Linked DNA regions of Zea mays: region 2 is linked to region 1. A link is a contact called in public Hi-C data. All regions are on one chromosome and are shown on one strand. Each heading gives the region's core, a stretch centred on a gene start, on an enhancer-like site or on the middle of the called end of the contact. The rest is flanking DNA. Distances are from core to core; before and after follow the strand shown. Region 1 holds the start of LOC100286202 (cyclin dependent kinase inhibitor). Region 2 holds the start of LOC100278544 (DUF3527 domain protein).

Region 1 (5,893 bases), core at 1,084-3,583:
CGAACCATGTCTACGAGTATCTACAAAAAAGTATTGAACATCATAAGACTGTTCTTAGACATCATATGCTACAAGAGTACGAGAAGCTTAGAAACAGGACCACCATGTGGCGCTATGCCTTTAGGATTACAATTGTCTCAACATCTTTTTAGAATTATCATGTCATGGTAGGTGATCGATGTGATGCAAAGCCAACTTTAACTCGATTAGCTTGAACGTCGGATGTATGATACATGTACGATGTATATATATCTACATGTATAGGTGTACATTCGGGCCGCCCGGCCCGGCCCGGCCCAAGCCCGAAAAGGCCCGTATTGTTTGAATTTCGGGCCGGCCCGGCCCGTTTGAATTTCGGGCCGTGCCGGGCCGGCCCATGGGCCTCGCCCTCGGCCCACGGCCCGGCCCGTAATTGCTTAAACGTGCCGGGCTTATTTCGGGCGGCCCGAAATTATAAAAGCCCGAAATTCAATTTTTGGCCCGAAATTCGCATTAGGGCCCGAAATTCAATTTTTGGCCCGAAATTCAGTTTTTGGCCCGAAATTCACATTAGAGCCCTAAATTCAAAAAAATAATAAAACAAATAAAAGATAAGACAAATAAATTTGAACAAAATCAAACTTAATATTTGTATTAAAGTTACCACAGCTATGCAATGACTACCTCGTTTATAAATCATTTTGTTAGAAGAAAAAAGAGTATAATCAGCTCTATACAAAGTTCGTAAGTTCAGTTTATTGTCTAATGTTCATAACAAAAGTAAAATTACATCACACACTCTAATTCAAAGATACAAAAAAACATCTAACTAGCATTATCTCTAGCTTTGTGTTCTTTATCAAGTATATGAAAGTGTTGAATGAAGTGTGTTTTAATAAATATATGGGCCTTTTCGTGCCTCTATATGGGCCTTTTCGTGCCTGCCTTAAACGGGCCGTGCTCGTGCCCGCCCATGGGCCGTGACCTCGGCCCAAACCCGGCCCGATATAACGGGCCGTGCCGGCCCGGCACTAAATTATTTCGGGCCGTGCCGTGCCTGGGCCGTGCTTTTTTTTCCGTGCTTCGGGCCGGCCCATCAGGCCCGGCCCAAATGTACACCTATATCTACATGTACTTCATGTTTCTATTTAAGTATTTATTGCTTTTTTCATTGGTGTTTGATTTACACAAGTACAATTCAAATTGCATTCAAATTTTAAAACAAAATAAAATTTATTATTTTTTAAAATACAAAAGAGTTAATTGAGGCGGGCAATTAAGAAACAACTGCCTTGGTTAAAAGTGTTAATTGAAGCGGTAAGCATAACACAACCGTCTCGGTCAAAGTATTAATGGAGGCGATCTAGTTAAGGCAAATGCCTCCGTTAAAAGTGTTAACTAAGGCGGTCATCATAAAACAATTGTCTCGGTTAAAGTATTAACAGAGGCAGACGCTTTAACAAAACCGCCTTCATTAATACCAATTAGCCAAAATGGTTGCTTTATAGTGTCCACCTCATTAAACGCAATAACGGAGGCGGTCAGAGTAACCGCTCCGTTAATCGATGATTAATAGTAGCCTAACGTTGGAGTTGGTTGCAATGCTCGTCTCTATTAAAGTTTATATACTAGTATCTTGGAGGTGGTTGCATGCCGACGACTTAAAACTTCGAGAAAATAAATAGGTCTAATAATGTGTAGAAACTGGTTTACTTTGCAAAAAATATGCTAGAAATCTATTCTTTGAAAAACAAAAAATGGCAAAGCAATGCTTACCTGTGTGTTTTGAAGTCAAGATCTGATGCTTTAAACACAATATCATCATCAGTGAGCTACGAATACATATTTGAAAACAATACCACAACTATATTTTTTTTTGTCAAGGTATGGCGAGCGCCATATCGCGCAAACAGGTCCTCTGCCCCTTCTGACAACCAATCTTCTTTTTCTTCCTCGTTGCATCCATTAACATGTTTTTAATTCATTTAGGACTTGTTCGTTTGTGTCGGATTACACACGGAATCGTTCCAGCTAATCAAAGTTTATATAAATTAGAGAATCAATCCGGTTAGAAATCATTCCGACCCACCAATCCGGCACAAACGAACTAGGCCTTAGGATGCACGACACAACCATATAAAAGCAACCAAACACACGTTTAACCCATTTTCCATTAGCAACTCGGAAGTCTCACCATCTCATTGCAAGTTTCTCGCCCTAGAATACAAGGGTATTCTAGAGTTGATGGCAGCACGTGAGTGCAAAGGAACACGAAGGGAACTAGAAACAAGGGCAAAGCATCGCCCCTTCCCAAGGACACAAACAACAACCCGCCAGCGTTGGTGATCAGATCACGCACGACATCCCCAGTGCCGGCCGTCTCCGTCCGCGGCACGGGCACGGCACCACCCCCTGCTTCTCTCCCAGCAGGCCCAGGCCGCCAGCCGCCTCTCCTGTTCTCTTTCTCTAAATAGCAGCGCCCGCCCGCGCGGGACACCGCCCGCCCTCCCGCGCCTTTTTCCGCTAGCCAACGCACGGCTGACGGCACCACAAGGCAAGCCCGCCCGCTCTCGGCTCTCGCTCTGCTCCTGCCCCCCTTCTCTCTCTCTCTCTCTCTCTCTCTCGGTCTCTCCCTCTTTCAGCCTGCAGCGCTAGCGAGCCCTCGCCTTCCCTTCCCCATTATTCCCAGGATTCCCCTTGCGACTGCACCACGCCCCACCCAAACCCACCTACCGCCTCCGCTCCCCTCTCCAGCGAGTCGGGGGCACGGACGGGACCAGACGACCAGGCCATGGGGAAGTACATGCGCAAGGGCAAGGTGTCCGGGGAGGTCGCCGTCATGGAGGTACCCGGCGGCGCGCTGCTCGGCGTCCGCACCCGCTCCCGCACGCTCGCGCTGCAGCGCGCGCAGAGGCCGCTCGACAAGGGCGACGCGGAGGACGCCGCCGCGGAGTACCTCGAGCTCAGGAGCCGGAGGCTCGAGAAGCCGCACAAGGAGCATCCGTCGCCGCCCGCGACCGCGACCAAGAGGGGCGCCGGGAGGAAGGCCGCCGCCGCCGCCGCGGTGCAGCACGTGCTGATGCAGGACGAGGTCGAGGTCGAGGTCTCGTTCGGGGACAACGTGCTTGACTTGGACACCATGGAAAGGTGCGATTCTTCGGCCTCCTCTGTTCTCGTCCAAGTTGTTCCCTTTGCGAGAGAGATTGGGTAGGGTTTATGTTGCCGCTTCTGGGATGGGACTCAGGGTTGTTCACTCTATCTCTTCTTCGATTGCTCTCCTTCAGCGCCGCCGCGGGTTCTCCAGCGCTTCGAATTCGCAGTTGACTGGCGCCGACATTTGGCGCCGAAACCAATACTTTCCCCGTAATCCTAGCCAGTGTGTGTCAAATGCCTTTGTTTGCGTTCTTGGGACACCGTTTCGGCCGACAAGTCCACTCTCTCTGGCTGGAACTGGAATTGAACAACGCGGTAACTTGTTCCAAGACTTCTCCTCACTTGTTCCCAGGACAGGAACGACGCTAATAACCGTGCCGTTGCTCGTTTCTTGCGTTCATATACTCGGTTTCTCATGCGTCCAAAACCCACTTGTACTTTTCACTTGAACTAAGTATGTATTTAGCTAAGTTCTCGCCTAGTAGTAGCTATTCCGAAGCCTTGTTCATTGCAGCTATGCCAGCTGTTTCACTTCACATGTTCTAGTGACTGGACAAGTAATCCTCTTTAACCTAAGAGAATCCGCAGTTTAGACACCTAGTAGAGCACCTAACAACTGCACCTTTTCTCTATATCTCAAAGAAACAGGTAACCCTGAGCAAGTTGCCTGTCAAATCCTTGTATTATCGCACCCAATCCAATCAAAAGCACATCCTCCTCTTATTGGAATCTCCTCTAGTGGCCGTTGCCTCGTCGTTACCCATAGCCGGAAAGTTGCCTCCTTTCCCCTTGTTCGCCAAATCGCCATCCCCCCCTGCCCTACACGAGCAGTGTTTCGTTCGCTTGCATGCATCCGCCCTTGTGGTGTCTAGTCTAGCTGCCTGCCTCTCTCGGTTAGTGGTGGTGGGGCTCGGCAGTGACCCTCCCAATCTTTTGCCAATCAAAGGCCCCTTTTCGCAAGAAATTTCAGTCGCCCACAGCCCCCAAAGGCACCCACATCTGTCGCACTCAAGATCCTGTTTCGTGCGTGGCTGTTCTGTTCACTTGCCACTGCCCTTGTGTGTGTGTGTGTGTCTGGAAAGCAACTAAAAAAAGAGAAAACCCCCATGGCAATGGCAACCAACTCATCATTAGCCGCGTGCCAGAGCAGTCAGCACCATTGAATGCCTCCTTGTTTATTAGCTTCCTGGGATCAATACCTTTGTGGAGTTCGGAATTCGGATGGACCACCTTTCTTGAAACGCGAACGTGAAATGGAGGGAACTTTATTCCTAATTCCTATCCTGGTGCGTCAGCCACTACAGTTCTTCGAAAAAAATGTGTCTAGCGCAACCCTTTCAGCTTCAAAGGGAGAGACGAAAGACAGGACTTTTTTCTGGTATTTGCTGTGCGAGGTTTGCGCCCTGGCTTGGGCTTCTATAGTTGTTTGATTGAAAAAATGTCTCAGGGCCATGAGATGTGCTGACACTACTATTTTACGAGCATATGTTCTTGTGTGCATCGCATGGGCTCCATCTTTGGCATATGCCCATGGAAAGATCCTATTTAGTTCAGTTTCCTCCTGTTTAGGCCCACTTGTTGTTTTGCCTGTATTAAACGTGTTTGCGGCAGCATATAATAACTCAAGTACCTGGTTGTGGGGTCATATGCTGGGAAGGGGACAAATGCATGCTAATATTGTACTATGAGGTAGTATCAATTACCGGGCATGCTAATATAATACAGTCTGGGTTTTGAAGCCCTGCCCTTACCTTTGGGGACTAGGGAAGGAGACACAGTGCAGGAGCAAATTTTGTTAGCGCTTGTACACACAGTGGTGTTCTAGTACAAAATCGAACAGTACTTTGCAGGACCTATGATTCACGGTGAACAGTACTTGTTTGGCCTTCGTTGTTGTCTGCTTCTTGGCTGACCCACTTGATTTGAATTTAAAGTTTATGAAGTTGAGGCATTGTTTTTTCCCCCCTTCCTTCTTTGTTCTTTTTCCTCATGCATGCTTTCTTTTTGGTTGCAGGAGTACCAGAGAGACAACACCGTGCAGCCTGATTAGGAACCCAGAGATGATAAGCACCCCAGGATCCACAACTAAAAGCAAAACCAGCAGCAACTCGACGACTTCCCGCCGCAGAACGGAGGAAACCCCGAGCTGCCGGTTCATACCGAGCTCGCTCGAGATGGAGGAGTTCTTCTCGGCGGCCGAGCAACAGGAGCAGCATAGCTTCAGGGAGAAGTAAGCTTCCCTTGTTCACCATTCTGCTGTTTTAATAATCCTTCCGTGGGCTGGCATTGAACTGCAACACTGTTCTTGGTCAGGTACAACTTCTGTCCCGTGAACGACTGTCCTCTCCCTGGCCGGTACGAATGGGCGAGGCTAGACTGCTAGATTCCCCACCCAGCACAAGAGCACCATTGATCTGATTGATATGTGTCTACCACACCACAATGTGACTAGCTCCGCCGCCGCCGCCGTGGACCGTGGAGGAGGCGCAACCAACTGTGGATCTCGATCGCATTAGCTTTGTTGTCTGTTGTAAAAATTAGAGTAGTTAGCTTTGTAGCCGGATGAATGATCTTGTGTAACCAACAGGCGTGGTTCACCCCTGGTCACACAACCTCACTGTAACCTGTTAACTGCTCAAGCTGCTGTAACCGAACCAATCTCATGTAGCGTAGGCCTAGCGCAGTCTTCTCATCTGTTCGTAGCTCTCGAAATTGATTGAATGGAATTAGAGTTAAAATTTGCATGGCAATGGCCTGGACG
Region 2 (6,074 bases), core at 3,249-5,748, 190 kb after region 1:
CATTTTTATATACGCACTTTATTAATATATTGAATTTTTACGTTTTAATTTATTCTATTTTAGGAGATATAAAGAATTATATATTAAAATTATATCTATAACTTTTTAAAGAAATTTTTATGATTTTTGGTAGATCGACAGTAGCCCAATCATCTAGTCAATATAAGAGATCTATATATTTATCAAGGGATTCAAAAAATCGTAATTGTTAACGAAACATGATTTGTAATTCATGTTTCTTAGCTTTCGCTCAATCGGCCAAACCAACAGATTGATGATTTAAAAGCAGTCTGAAAACAGCTGCCTGCTTTTCTCTCTCAAAATTATATAAGTTAAAAATAACAAGAATTATTCCCATTCTACTATCTACATGTACATAGTGCTTCACGAATCTTTGTAATTCAGCTACACCAAGCTTTGCAATTCACAGTTTGGGGGGCAAAGCTCGGGTGCGTGCCTGGCTGTGCGCAATTCACAGTTTGGGGCAAAGCTCTGGCGCTCGGCTGTGCACAATCGCTATCCCTGTTGAGAAGCACTGCAATGGTGAAATACTCGAGTCGAAGTAGAGGATGTACAAGTCCTCCGTGATATTCACGAGCTTCAACATTGTCTCATTCTTTGCACCCTGCAAAGTACTGGTGTAAAGATCAGACCAGCCCTGAATTACTCATAAACAAAAACCACAAATGGCTTAGCAGCAATTACGATGTATGAAAGAAAACCATAAAAGTTTACTGCAAACAAGCTCGATGTTAGTTACCTTGATCGATATCTCTACCGACCTTCTGTCCCGTGACTCTCCTTCAGGCAAGGAGCCACATCCATCACCGTTGAGCACTCTGATGGGGCAGCCAAGATCCCATCCGCCGCAGTCACAGCGTCCTCCAGATCTCCATCTCTCGACGAGGCCTGACGGGCGACTACTCTTTGATACCACGCCGCCGTGGTAGCCTCTGGGGACAACAACAGTTACACAATGTGTGGCACCATCACTGTTCTGAACATCAGTTTCTTCAGTGCCTTGTGGGCGATTCAGTCCTGCTTTCTCAAGGAACTTGAGGCCCCAGCCACCCGAAACAGGCTCTTTCCGTCGTCTGCGCCGCTGTTCCCTCACCACAATCGCTGCTAATTCTTGGTTGGACGGCAGATCGTCGGCCTTGAGACTCACCAGGTCTGATCCTCCAGCACTGATCATTTCACCTTCAAGTACTCCAGCCAAGTCGTCGAACTGATGAGAGGAAGATTTGCCCAGCTTCCAGGGATGTCTCGGGCTAGCGGAAACATTGCCTGCTCTCATGATCTCTGTCACCCTCCTGACAAGGCCCTTCCCTTTCGGCACGCTGTAGGGACTGCGCATCTGCCTAAGATAGTCGTCCGGAGAACCATACAGAACAAACTCGGTTTCCAAAAGACCTGACTTGTCTGGGTTAAGAACAAGAGAACTTGACACCTTCACCTTGCCCACAAGTCTGGACACGTTGCTCGAGTGGCCCATCCAGTCTTTTCTTCCTTGCTCTCCCGAATGGATCATGTAGACGTAGTCGAAGGCCCTGTCCTTCTCCAGCACCCTGACTGGACTTGCAGCGTACACCGCAATGGGATGATCGTCCAGTGACAGCTCAAAATGAGGCAGGCCATCCTTCCATATGCACTGTAGAAGGCATGCGCTGAGGGACGACGGGCACCGTGACAGAACATGCTGGTTTGAGCTCACAGACGAGCAGCACGGCGGCGGCGGCTTGTTCCCATGGACGCCGTCCTCAGCCGTGCCTCCGCCGATCATCGGAGACGCCCCAGGGAAGGAGGAGGCTTCCCACGTCTCAGGAGAGATGAGCTTCAGTATTTCCGACTGCGTTATGACGTGGGACTTGGACCGGATTTTCCTCAGCTTAGATCCCGCCATGAACGGCGACGGGCTCTTCGGCCTCGTCTTGGCGTTTACCATGGCGTGCAGAGATTCCAGCACCTTCTTCTCAGAAGGGCCGAGGTTTACCACGCTCCCTTGGCTGACCCCGTCGGCGATCAGGTCGTCGAGATCACTGACGTTGTGGGTTCTTGTCGGGTGCCTGAGGCTCGCGATGAGGAACTCCAGGATCATCATCTTGGCGGGATGTGGGGGGAACAGTTCCGAGTGGGGCGTGCCGCCGCTGCATGAACAGAATGGGTCACGGCATGATTGGCAGCCCTTGCTCTTCTTCTCGTCCGGTGTCTGACGCGAGTCAGACTGGACCTCGGATGCAGCAGCGGGCGGGTCCTGATCCTGATCCCCTCCAGCCCCCCTTCCACTGAACTCTGGAACCGCGCCATCGTCGTACGATCCGTTTCTCCTTTCCATGTATACAAGCTCCATCCCTGGTCAAGAAGTAGAAGATACGGAGGATGCGGCCAAACTAATCTCTAGAGTACCTGCGCAGCACAGCAATAACATATAACAGATCAGACCCAAAGAGAGCCAAATGTGGCCGGCTACCATATACTGTACTTTAAAACTGAAGAAATCCCGGTTGGCTGTCTCTGGTGACACTGACAGACCACATCAGAAAGAGCTGAAAATATAGAGAGACATGTTCTCTCTATATTTTTCAGAATTTGCCACGGAGATCATACATGCAAGCAAGGAACATGTAACATGCTCATACAATCAACTGAGGAACATGTGGCGTGATTTCATGGCTGATCAATCAAATTAGAAATAAAAATATTGCAAGTGATTAACAGCTCATAGAGAAGTACAAGTACCCATGTGATGTTTCAAATTAAACTCCATTTTTTTCTATGGATCATCCTCTGCTCAAAAATAAAACATTAAAACTGGAGTAGTGGAGGTAGTAGGTATACGCATGAGTGGCGCAGAAGTGCTCACATAAAAATTGCTTGACATCGACAAGCAGTAACCACAGGATAAAACTTCGTCCCTCCAAATGGGAGCAGGCACAGCTAACCTCCGTCCTCAGCACCCCCCCCCCCAGCACATTAATTCCTCTCAAGTACCAGGGGCACCATATAAATGGCATGCAGTTACACCACACCCTAAAACTTGCTTGGTAGTATGATGATCCATGGCGTACACTGTATCCATCAACAGCACATCTAAAGGCGTTCCTTGTCTTAACGACACAAGGAGGGACAGGGCAGTACCGTCGTACTGACTGTACGTGCTTGGTTTGCTTAAGCTGAAAGGCTGATAAACAGCTAGTATTACTGTTTCACCGCCGTCTCCTGTCAAACAAACGGACAGTGGCCAGCAAGAACGTGGGCGCCGGTACTCGCAAAACAGGTTCTGAACTAGGAAGGACGGCTGATGCATCTTTGCTCCGTAGCGAGAGAGGTGAACAGAGTGCAGGTACAGAAGCAGTAATAAGTACAGGAGCAAAGATGAAAGAGATGAAGAGGACTCTTGAACCACATGATTAATTACTGTAGTAAAAGAAAAGTGCCATTAAAAACAAAAGTCGCAGCCGCGCCCACGCTGCAAAAGAGCGGTAGTAAAGCCCAGCCGAAAAGGATGACCTTAAATGCGTTCTTCATCACCGGCGTAAAGAACGGCCGGGTGCAACGGGAAAGAACGGCCGGGTGCAACGGGAAATCGCTTTGTTGCTATGCTGCCTTTAACACGGCAGCAAAGGAAAGCTATGTATGGGTTAGAGAGAGAGAGAGAGAGAAACAGGAAAGGAAGTTGCATCCATCTTTCCTTTTCCTCTGTCAAGGCAAGAAGTAATTAAAACCAGGAACCAGACACGCTTAATCTACACCAACAGTAATTTAAGCTGAAAAGAATCTCCAAGCGAAAGATACTACATGATCACTTTGGCCCAGAAAAAAAAGGCAGGAGAAGAGAAGTGGAGGGAAGCACCGGATTCCTCACCTCAGGCGCAGCGCAGAGACCAGCAGCACGCAGCATCCACCATCCAAGGCCTCGCGTGAAGCATCCAAGCACTGCCACCACCACCCGACCTCTCACCCAGGCACAGACGACAGAGGAGGTCTCTCCTATCGTGTGCTTCGATCCCAGGCAGTCTGTCTCGGAAGGAGCAGCAGGGAGCGAGGAACGGGAACGGGCCAATGCGAAGAGAGGCAGGTCGAGAAAGAGAAGACGACGGCCGGGAAGATTATATACTTGTGTACTCCAGGCCCGCGACCCCAGGAAGAAACGGGCCAAGCAGCGAGAGGCAGCCGACGAGGCACCAACCGACGGACCGAAACTAGAAACAAGGTTAGGTGAGGTGAAGAGGACCCGGGGGCCGGGCAAGCCGCCGCTCTCAACGGGAACGAGAAGGACCGGGGAGGCTGTGGACTGGAGCGTGGTGGAGCATCAGGCCGAGGCGCGACGCTGCCCCGCTTGCTAGAACGGCAGCGGATGAGACAACGAAGCGGAGCGGACGACGGGCAAAGGGAGGAGGAGGAAGAGCAAGGACGCAGGCAGGCGAGAGGAGGCGCGGCTTGACCTGTTCGAGAACGGGAGGAGGGGGCAGCAAGGCGAGGCGAGGCGAGGCGTCAAGGGAAAAAAGGCTGCTGGCTTTGCTCCTCCTCCTCACACTTGTCCGTTTCCATTAACACACGACGGCTTGTATGCCTTTGGTTTGGGGGGCGGAGGCGGACGTGGAGGACTCGCTCGACTCTCTCTCTCTCGGTCGGTAACGCGTGGGCGCTACAGTTCCCTTTTCCATGCCCGCCTGCCTGCCTGCGTGCGCCGCGTGCCTACTACGCATGGAAGCTAAAGAAACAGTGCCCTTCCCAGAGCAGGGCTTAACTCTTCGTGGCCATCAATGGTCGGTCGAGAACGGCAAACGTTGTAGAAACAGTGCCCTGCTCGAGTTTAATGGGCAGGGCCCAAGCCCAAGGGGGAAGGGAGGGAAGGGAAGAGGCGGAGGCGTTATTAGCTGACCGAAGGGTGGACCGCGGGCAGCAGGAGCCCCGGAATCAGCTACAAAACGGGTTAATAACGGAAGCGAGCGACGATCTGGTGACCGGCGAGAGTGGCGTGGGAGAGACGCGGCACGGCAGGCCATGTGAAAGTGAAGTCGGGAGACCGAACCGATGGACCGCAGCGGCGGCGGAGACCTGGTTGGGGTTGGGGGAAGGGACGGGACTAGAAAAACCAGGCCCTGGCGCGCGCGGACGCGGATCTGCTCGGGGGCTCAGTTCTTGGCACGCGTGATTGCGTGCTTCCGATGCTGTGAGGAGGAGGAGAAGAAGAAGAAAAGAGAGAGGTTCGCGGTTGCGGTGCGGGAATTATTCCCCGTTGCTTCCGCCAATTCCCACTCGCACTCGGGGTTCGCGGCTGCTGCTGCATCGTGCTCGTGGCCGAACGTTGCGGCTGGGACTCGGGCGCTAGCTCCCTCGCCGTAGTGGCCCAGTGGGTGGGCCGGCGGACAAGGACAGGAACAGGAGGAGGACGAGGAGGGGGGTGGTGTCGTGTGGCGTCACGAGCGGAAGACGGTCCTTTTTTTTTGTTTGTCGGCATCGTCCTTGAGTTTAGCTTTTACACCTTGCAAAGACAACATTGCAGTATGGACGCTACTGGGCCGGTCAGCCCTCTGGAACAGTTGTAAGCACGAGCACACAGACGCACAATCTCGGTTGGGATCGGGGAGCCACAGCGACATTGAACGAACGGTCCAAGCGACCGTGCAGGAAATGTAGGCGCTAGCTTGGATGACGATGGCGAGAAGGAGAAGTGGATATGACGTGTACGTCTAGTCATGCAGCCCCGGCGGCCTCGAGGCGCCCACCGCTAACGGCCACCTCCGGAGACCCGGCTGCGCGCGAACGACTCTTCTGTGTGTCCGCCGCCCAGTCTTTTGTTGCCTTTCGCCGCGTTTCCTCACACCCGCCCGCCCGCCCGTGCACGATGATCCAGAGCAGCTTAGCTAGCTTTTGACCCAGCCAAACCTAGACACACCCGGACCGGCGCGTGCGCCTGCGCGTCGTCGCTCTGCCTCCAGCCTCCTTCTGCGTTCCGGGCCATTCGGTGAACACACAAACTGATGAAACGAGGCGTGTACGTCCTGGTATGTGTAGACCACCTTACTACTTACTACATGGAGCGAGGCGAGGCTTCTTCAAAGTTGAAA

Evidence for each region. Hi-C and Micro-C count contacts between places; a contact is called where the count stands out from the background.
Region 2: a contact with region 1 is called in a Hi-C map of ear, with 2.2 times the contacts expected there. The contact joins the promoter of LOC100278544 here to the promoter of LOC100286202 in region 1. A contact is called at or near these places in 4 of 25 Hi-C or Micro-C datasets (ear, endosperm, leaf and 1 more).

What each region holds. Positions count from the first base shown.
Region 1 is chr1:8,418,900-8,424,792 of Zm-B73-REFERENCE-NAM-5.0, forward strand. LOC100286202 (cyclin dependent kinase inhibitor) reads left to right here and starts at 2,334. Exons shown (of 3, transcript NM_001196798.2): 1 at 2,334-3,126; 2 at 5,147-5,362; 3 at 5,446-5,880. The coding sequence starts at 2,771. The coding sequence ends at 5,515.
Region 2 is chr1:8,602,227-8,608,300 of Zm-B73-REFERENCE-NAM-5.0, forward strand. LOC100278544 (DUF3527 domain protein) reads right to left here and starts at 4,499. Exons shown (of 3, transcript NM_001151784.2): 1 at 3,866-4,499; 2 at 761-2,406; 3 at 313-625. The coding sequence starts at 2,350. The coding sequence ends at 473.